Linked DNA regions of Macaca mulatta: region 1 is linked to region 2. The links are chromatin contacts, called in public Hi-C maps. All regions are on one chromosome and are shown on one strand. Each heading gives the region's core, a stretch centred on a gene start, on an enhancer-like site or on the middle of the called end of the contact. The rest is flanking DNA. Distances are from core to core; before and after follow the strand shown.

Region 1 (3,587 bases), core at 771-3,270, 240 kb before region 2:
GGCCGAGCCAGGCCGCCGCCTCCCCAGTCCGCCTCCGCCGCCGCCGCCACCGCCACCGCCGCCGCCCCCGGCAGCCGCCACCGTCCGGCCCGCCCCCCAGAGCCTGGCTCTCATAGGGCCCGAGCCGAAGTCCAGCCGCTCATTGGCCGTCCGAGCTGCCACTCGAGAGCAGCAGGGTAGGTGGTGCCCCGTCACGTGCCGGAATCACCTGACTAGCAGCCGCGGAGGGGGGAGGAGGAGTCACGAGGAGGGCGGCTCGGCCGCGCCTCTTGCCTGTGATCGGGCCCTCAGCCCTCCGCCCCGGCCCGCATGCACCGCTGTCCGCACTGCTCCCCTGCCTTCTTCCGGGCTCCCAGAGCACCGCTATGGAGATGCTCTCCCGGCATTTGAGGGAAGAATTGATTATCCTCATCCTGCAACTGTACTTTCCCAACCGATATTTGTTGATGCCTGCCGTGTCCTGGGTACCTACCAAGGGGCACAGAACTGGATCCGACTCGGACCCTGCCTGCCCTCAGGTTGCTTGAAGATGAACAGAGAGATCGGACCTCTGCGTAAGTAACCTCGCTACGAAATATTATGTGGGAAGGTCACGGATAAATAATGCTCGGGAGTTGGATGAGAAAGCGTCTGAGCAGATCTAGGTGGATGGATAGATTGGGATGTGCAAAGAAAGGTATGGGGGAGCCAGCCACACTGAGGGCAAACCTCAACCAAGGCAGAGTCACGGGTCACCGTGACTTTGTTCTAGCAGGTAGCTGGACCCTGATAGGAAAGCAGATGCAGCCAAGCTAAAACATCTTACCTTCTTTCTTCAGTAAGTCTCCGATAGTGGATACTGCTGCCACTTCAAACCCAACGGGACTCAATTTGCCCTCCTTCCCGCCTTGTCAAAGTCTACTCCAGGAATTCCATCCCCCATAGAACACTGCCTCTTCTATGACCTCGTTCAGATTAGAGATCAAAGTATTGAATAATGAAAGCAAACAAAAGCAAATGCTTGTCACCAAGTATGTCCGAGAAATCTAGAGGAATTTTTATCTTTGACAATCAGGCTCTAGAACTGGAACTTTGACAAGAGGATCCTCTTAAAGCACAGCCCTATACGCACATGCGGGAAGGTATAGGACTTTGGTTTTGTCTAAACCCGTAAGTTAGAGGTAGGATACACCCTTAGAGGTCATCTAGCCCAACCTCTGACCCAAAACGAACCAACTCTATAGTGTCTAATAGACATGCAAAATGCACTTAAACAGTTCGAAGGGAAAAGAGCTCACCATCTCGAAAGGCAGCCAACTCCACCGTGGTAAACTTTTGTTTAAAAATTTCTTGAAGTCGGCCGGGCGCGGTGGCTCACGCCTGTAATCCCAGCACTTTAGGAGGCAGAGGCGGGTGGATCACGAGGTCAGGAAATCGAGACCATCCTGGCTAACACGGTGAAACCCCGTCTCTACTAAAAATACGAAAAAAATTAGCCGGGCGAGGTGGCGGGCGCCTGTAGTCCCAGCTACTCGGGAGGCTGAGGCAGGAGAATCGCGTGAAACCAGGAGGCGGAGCTTGCAGTGAGCCGAGATCGCGCCACTGCACTCCAGCCTGGACGACAGAGCGAGACTCTGTCTCAAAAAAAGTATTAAAGTCAAACCACACTCCCTGAAGCCTAATAGAATAAAATAGGAATAGTCTTCATCTTTTTCATGACAGCACTTCAAATACCAAATTGCAGTATTCATTACCCACTAAGTCTTCTCTGTTCCTTGCTGAACATCCTATTTCAACCATTCTATGGTGCTATTCAATACAACTGATATACATGATAGACATGTTATTTTTCTGCAGTCAAACATGTAGCCGCTAGTCCTATGAGGAATGAGCACTTGAAATGTTGCTAGTGTAACTGAGGAACTTTTTTTTTTTTGAGACGGAGTCTCGGTCTGTCTGTCGCTAGGCTGGAGTGCAGTGGCACGATTGCAGCTCACTGCAACCTCTGCCTCCCGGGTTCAAGCGATTCTCCTGCCTCAGCCTCCTGAGTAGCTGGGACCACACGCGCCCACCACCACGCCCAGCTAATTGTTGTATTTTTAGTAGAGACAGGGTTTCACCATGTTGGCCAGGATGGTCCCTGTCTCTTGCCCTGCATTCAATCTTGTCAATTTCATCAAACATCTGACTCCTACAAAGCAATACTAAACAGTACAACTTTCAGAATGACCATTTAACACCTAGACAATATTTCTATTTGTACTTTCCAGAATGGAATTTTTTTTAAGGATCCATAGAGTGGTTCACATTGATAATCACTGGAACTAACACTTTGTCAGCAATCCTAGTGCCTAAATGTCTATAGCTGCATTTCTGAACCTAAACGTTAAGACTTGATACTTCAACTTTTTGGTTTAGGCCCAGCAGTTTGGGTATTCCACGTGGTTAATCATTTTAAAGCTTGTTTCAATATAGTCTTCCAAACAGACTTTCCAATTTGTGTCACAGATTTGGCACTACCATCTGGTCTGTATGTAATCCTTTACAGTTTGCAAGGCACTTTTACATCCGTTATATTTAATTTGATTCTTACAACCACCTTGTGAGGTAGGCAAGATGTGAAGTTGATATTTTATAGACAAAGCAACAGAAGCATAACAGGAGCTTAACTGGTGGGATCCATTCTCTCTTCCATCGAGCATCTTGTGGTATATTGTCTTCATCCAAATCCTTGACAGAAATGTTGAAGAGGACCTCTAGAGTCTAGGCTGATCCTGAATTCTTAAATAGCACTGACTGTTACAGCAGTTTAAGCAAGTCAGTTTCACCTAAAAGTGTGATTATCGAACCCACATGTTGCCTTTCTGTTCAAAAAGGATAGTACCAAAGACAGTCACAGTCACCTGGCTTACTGACATAAATATTAATACTAATCCAATGAGTAAAAAGCACATGAGGATTGGCTGCCACAAAAAAATTTCAACCTGTATCTACCAAAAAACTGTCACACCAACTAAAGAAGCCAAGTCTCCCTCTCTTCCAAAACCCTCATGGAGCCATGCTTTATAATAATGGTCTGTCACAGGTCCTAACCCACACTGTATTTGATTATATAGTCTCATAATTAAGTCATTCCTCTTTATCACACCCAGCACTTAGTCCACTGCTGCCCATGTAGGAGGTACTCAAATTGGTAAAAGAGAAATCTATTCAAGCGAATGATCTTCTGGGCCCACTCCAAAAACAAACTTGTGACTTGAAGAGGCACCACCAGCCATAGCCACATTCCTACTAACAGGGCTGATTTAAATGCCCTTATAATTGGCTTGGCCATAGTCTCCAACAGGTGCCAAGGCTTTTGCTAGTTAAACCAGTTTTCATTGGATCATTTTGTTTTCTATGTGTTTTGACCAAAAACAAAGAAAGGTTCTCTAACAAGAGAGAGAGAATATATGAAATAGGAATATGTCTATAAAATGACAGTCTTATCAGTAAGGAAAATAAGTGATCAATAAAACAAAACATCTGACTGTAGGTCTACCCAAAGAAAGGAAAAAGGACTAACAAACAAGAATATAGTGCTTTACCATTTACAAATCTTTCACATA
Region 2 (3,681 bases), core at 328-2,827:
TTTAGCAAGTTTCAGTGGGTGGAAAACATCCCTTCCCATCTCCATTGTCCCTGCTCCAGTGCAAGCCTCATTACCTTTGGCTGGGACTACTAGAGTAGTCTCCCAAGCATAACCATCCACACCCATCTGGCACCTGCCTCTGGGTTACTTTCACTGTTACTTTGACACCTTTCTTGGCTGCTTATAATCATTAAATTTAGGCCAAATTTCTTTCTTGCTTTCTTGCTTTCTTGACGGAATTTTCACTCTTGTTGCCCAGGCTGGAGTGCAATGGCACGATCTCGGCTCACCACAACATCCACCTCCCGGGTTCAAGTGATTGTCCTGCCTCAGCCTCTCGAGTAGCTAGGATTACAGGCATGTGCCACAATGCCCGGCTAATTTTTTTGTATTTGTAGTAGAGACAGGGTTTCTCCATGTTTCTCAGGCTGATCTCGAACTCCCGACCTCAGGTGATCTGTGAGCCTCAGCCTCCCAAAGCGCTGGGATTACAGGCGTGAGCCACCACGCCCAGCCAGTTTAGGCCAAATTTCTTAGCTCAAGGACCTTTGTAAATTGCTCCAACACATTTTTTTTCTCCCAATCATTATGGTGAAAAATAACAGAATGTGAAATCTGAAGACAGGGCTCCAGTCCTGGGACCATCCACTTTCTCCCTACATGACTTTGAGGAAATCATCTCAGTTCTACATCTATACATTAGAAATAATACTGCCTCATGGGATGCATCCATCTTTCCTGCTGGACTGTGAGCCCGTGGTCAACAGGCAGGGATGAAATGCATCTTGCTCACACTCTATCTTCAGTATCCTGCATGCGGTCTGACACCGGATAGATGTTCAGCACATATTTGTTGAATGAATGAACAGGGTTGTGAGGACTGGATTTGGCGTGGTCCAGGTAAAGCGCCTGACACAGTCACCAGGAGACACGCCCATATGGTAGCTGTTGCTATGCAGGTTACTAAGTGGAATGACTTTAGACACATTCCCTCTCTCTCTGGAAACATTCACGTATCTGTCCTAGGAGAGGATAGAAGGGACTCCTGCCTCTTGTTTTGTGTATCATTAGATCGTGCGTGCAGAAGGAGCTCAATAAATGCTTCCTCGGTGGATAAAGCCTCTTCCAAGGCTCCACTTGGGGCTAGCGCTGTCTAAAGAGACTGAGTTCCCTCGTTGGGGCCTGGTTCTTTTCTGCTCTTTACCCTGCGGGGAAGATGAGGCCTTCTTTAGGTCCTTCCATTCAGTTCCAGAAGCCCAGAGGATAGGTGGGCCTATAGTTCCCGCAGGATCTGCAGGACGCTCTCCGGCAGCTGGAGCAGGAGCGCCAAGGGCGGGGACGGAATGTGGGTTTAAGGGAAACCGGCGAAAGCGGGGTGGGCATGGAAAAGGGTTGTTTGAGAATCGGGGTCTGGGCAGATGGACAGCTCGGCAGCCTGAGAGAGCGACTTGGGGACGGTGAGGAACTCCAAGGGGGCGGGCCGGCTGAGCTGGCCCCGGGTCAGCGAGCGGCCGCGGGGCCGGGGCGGAGAGGTCGCGGAGCAGAGGGCGGGGAATTTGGGGGTGTGGTTGGCCTGGGGGGGACACCGGAGGCCACCGGGGAGGAGCTGCAGAGGGGAGGGGCCGCCTGGAGGCGGCAAGAGGACGCGGGGTCAGTGCGGAGGGGGCGCGGGGCGACGGACAGGCAGGGGAGCGCGGGGCGAGCGGAAGCGCAGGGGTGGGGTGCAGGGCGGGGGGAGCGCGCATCGGGGGGCGGGGGGCGGCGTCGGCGCTGGGAGTGGGGGAGCGGGTTGGGCGGCTGCGCCGGCTCTGCTTCAGCCGCTGCCGCTAGGGCGCGGGGGGCGGGGGGCTCGGCGGCGCGAGCTCGGCCATTGTGGGAGCCGCTCCCCTCGGCTCCGCCACGCTCCCCTCGACTGAGCTCCAGCTCGCTGCCGCCGCGGGTCCGTTTTCTTCCTCCTTCGGCTCCCAGGGTAAGGCATGGGGCGCAGGGTTGGATGGAGGCGCCCTACCCGGTGCGCGGGGTGCAGTGATTGATCGCCCCAGGCGGCCGCGCCCCAGCCCCCGGCAGCCGGCGGCCGTGGACAGGCGGCTTGACAGGCGCGGGCACAGCGGCCGTGCGGGCCTCGCACCTGCAGCCCCCGCGGCCGGAGCCGGGGAGCGGTGAAGACGCGGAGCTGGGGTTTCCCCTGTGCAGGCGCTGCCAGGGTGGAAGGGAGGCGTGTTCCCCGGTAAAATGGGACACGGAGCCCTGTCGGGGCCCGGCGCCGGACCTTCGGGAGCCGGCAGGGCTGGGCGGGGAAGGTCGCTTCCCGGCCCCAGGGCTCGGCCGCTGGCCCCAGCGCCCTGTTGGTCCTCGGTCGCGCGTCCCCGCTCTTTGTCAGCCACGCTTGGCGGGCACGCGGACCCACCCGCGTCGCTCCAGGCTCGCGGGCGCGCCCCTCCTCCACCGTGGGGAAGCGGGTGGGGGCCAGGTGGGGAGGGTCGCAGCGGGTGAGAGCACCTGGTGAGGTGCCTGTCGCCGACCGGCCTGCGGCCTAGCGGGTGGGCTGGGGCATGGGCGGGCGCTTCTGTGAATCTCGGGGATTGATGGAATGACCCAGGTGACCGAGGGTCGGGCGGGAGCCCGGAGGTCAAACAAGTGTTTGTGAGCGGCCGGAGATTGACGGGGTAGAGCCTAAAAGGGACGCTTTCTCCGGGAGGAGGCCTTGGGAGAGCCGGCCTTTGTAGTGAAATGGGTGTCTTGGAGAGGAATGGGCGGTTCTGGGATGAAGCAGGTGGTCTGAGAGGAGGGGCATTTTTTCTGCCCCCGGGCTAAGGGTAGGGATGGAAGCTTGGCCTGAGTTTCCCAGAGGTTGAGGCTGTCACTTCAGCACCTGCCCTGGCACCAGAAGGTAATGGGAGGAGGGGTAAGTGCTAGGATAAAGGGCAAAGCTGTGCCAGGACCCTGGGTCCTTTCCTTTCTGCTTCCTGTGGCTAGATCCCTTCTAGATGTTCCTTGGGAAGAGGGCCCACATGCTGCTGGCACAAGGGGTGCCCTGGCAGGGAGGCTCTGCTGCCCGAGGCTGCCTACAGGCCTCCTACACCGTTTTTATGTTTCTTTTGTTATCTCTTTGAATTCTGTGCTTATGGTGGGGATCTGCCAATGACCCAGGAGGCTGTCTCTGCCCCTTGCTACCTCTAGGCTGAGAATCGAGAATCCCGGAGGAGCTGTGGTCACAGACCCATTGTGTCTAGCCATGTAGGCTACCTTGCTGTCTCTACATAGCTCTGTGTGCAGGTATTCCCTATAAGGGAAAATCAACAGCTCCTGCCCTCCCTGGACCCTACAGCCAAAGTCAGAGTTGGGTACCCGGGTTGGCTTTGGGACCTGTAGGAAGGCTGGTAGCTGAAGGCACATACCATTCGCGCTCTGATGGAGCCCTTGGCATGGTGGGCTGTGTGTAGCAGATGGTTCTGGGAAGCGAGCTTGACCTGGCTGAGGGAAGGCTGCCCAGTCTGGCTGGTGGAGCCCAGCTGGCCTTAGAGCAATTGTATTTTCACTCAACCCTCTCCACTAGCTAAACTGACCAGAAAAAATGGACTTTCTGTCCTATCCCCCCACCCCATCCTCATGCTGTGCCACTTATTCCCACAACAGCCCTTGGAATAAGCAAATGAACATTTAATCTAATGCCTGCTGGGT

The links. A called contact is a pair of places that touch in the nucleus more often than the background predicts.
Region 1: a Hi-C map of fetal cortex germinal zone shows a contact between it and region 2, with 4 times the contacts expected there. The contact joins the promoter of RRAGC here to the promoter of LOC144334221 in region 2. A contact is called at or near these places in 2 of 14 Hi-C or Micro-C datasets (fetal cortex germinal zone and liver).

The regions. Positions count from the first base shown.
Region 1 is chr1:201,946,543-201,950,129 of T2T-MMU8v2.0, reverse strand. It overlaps RRAGC (Ras related GTP binding C), which reads right to left and starts at 2,020. Exons shown (of 7, transcript XM_001113124.5): 1 at 1-2,020. It overlaps LOC106997876 (a long non-coding RNA gene), which reads left to right and starts at 254. Exons shown (of 3, transcript XR_013403858.1): 1 at 254-554. MYCBP (MYC binding protein) reads right to left here. Exons shown (of 5, transcript XM_001113156.5): 5 at 3,541-3,587.
Region 2 is chr1:201,709,455-201,713,135 of T2T-MMU8v2.0, reverse strand. It overlaps LOC144334221 (microtubule-actin cross-linking factor 1-like), which reads left to right and starts at 1,577. Exons shown (of 4, transcript XM_077962934.1): 1 at 1,577-1,650.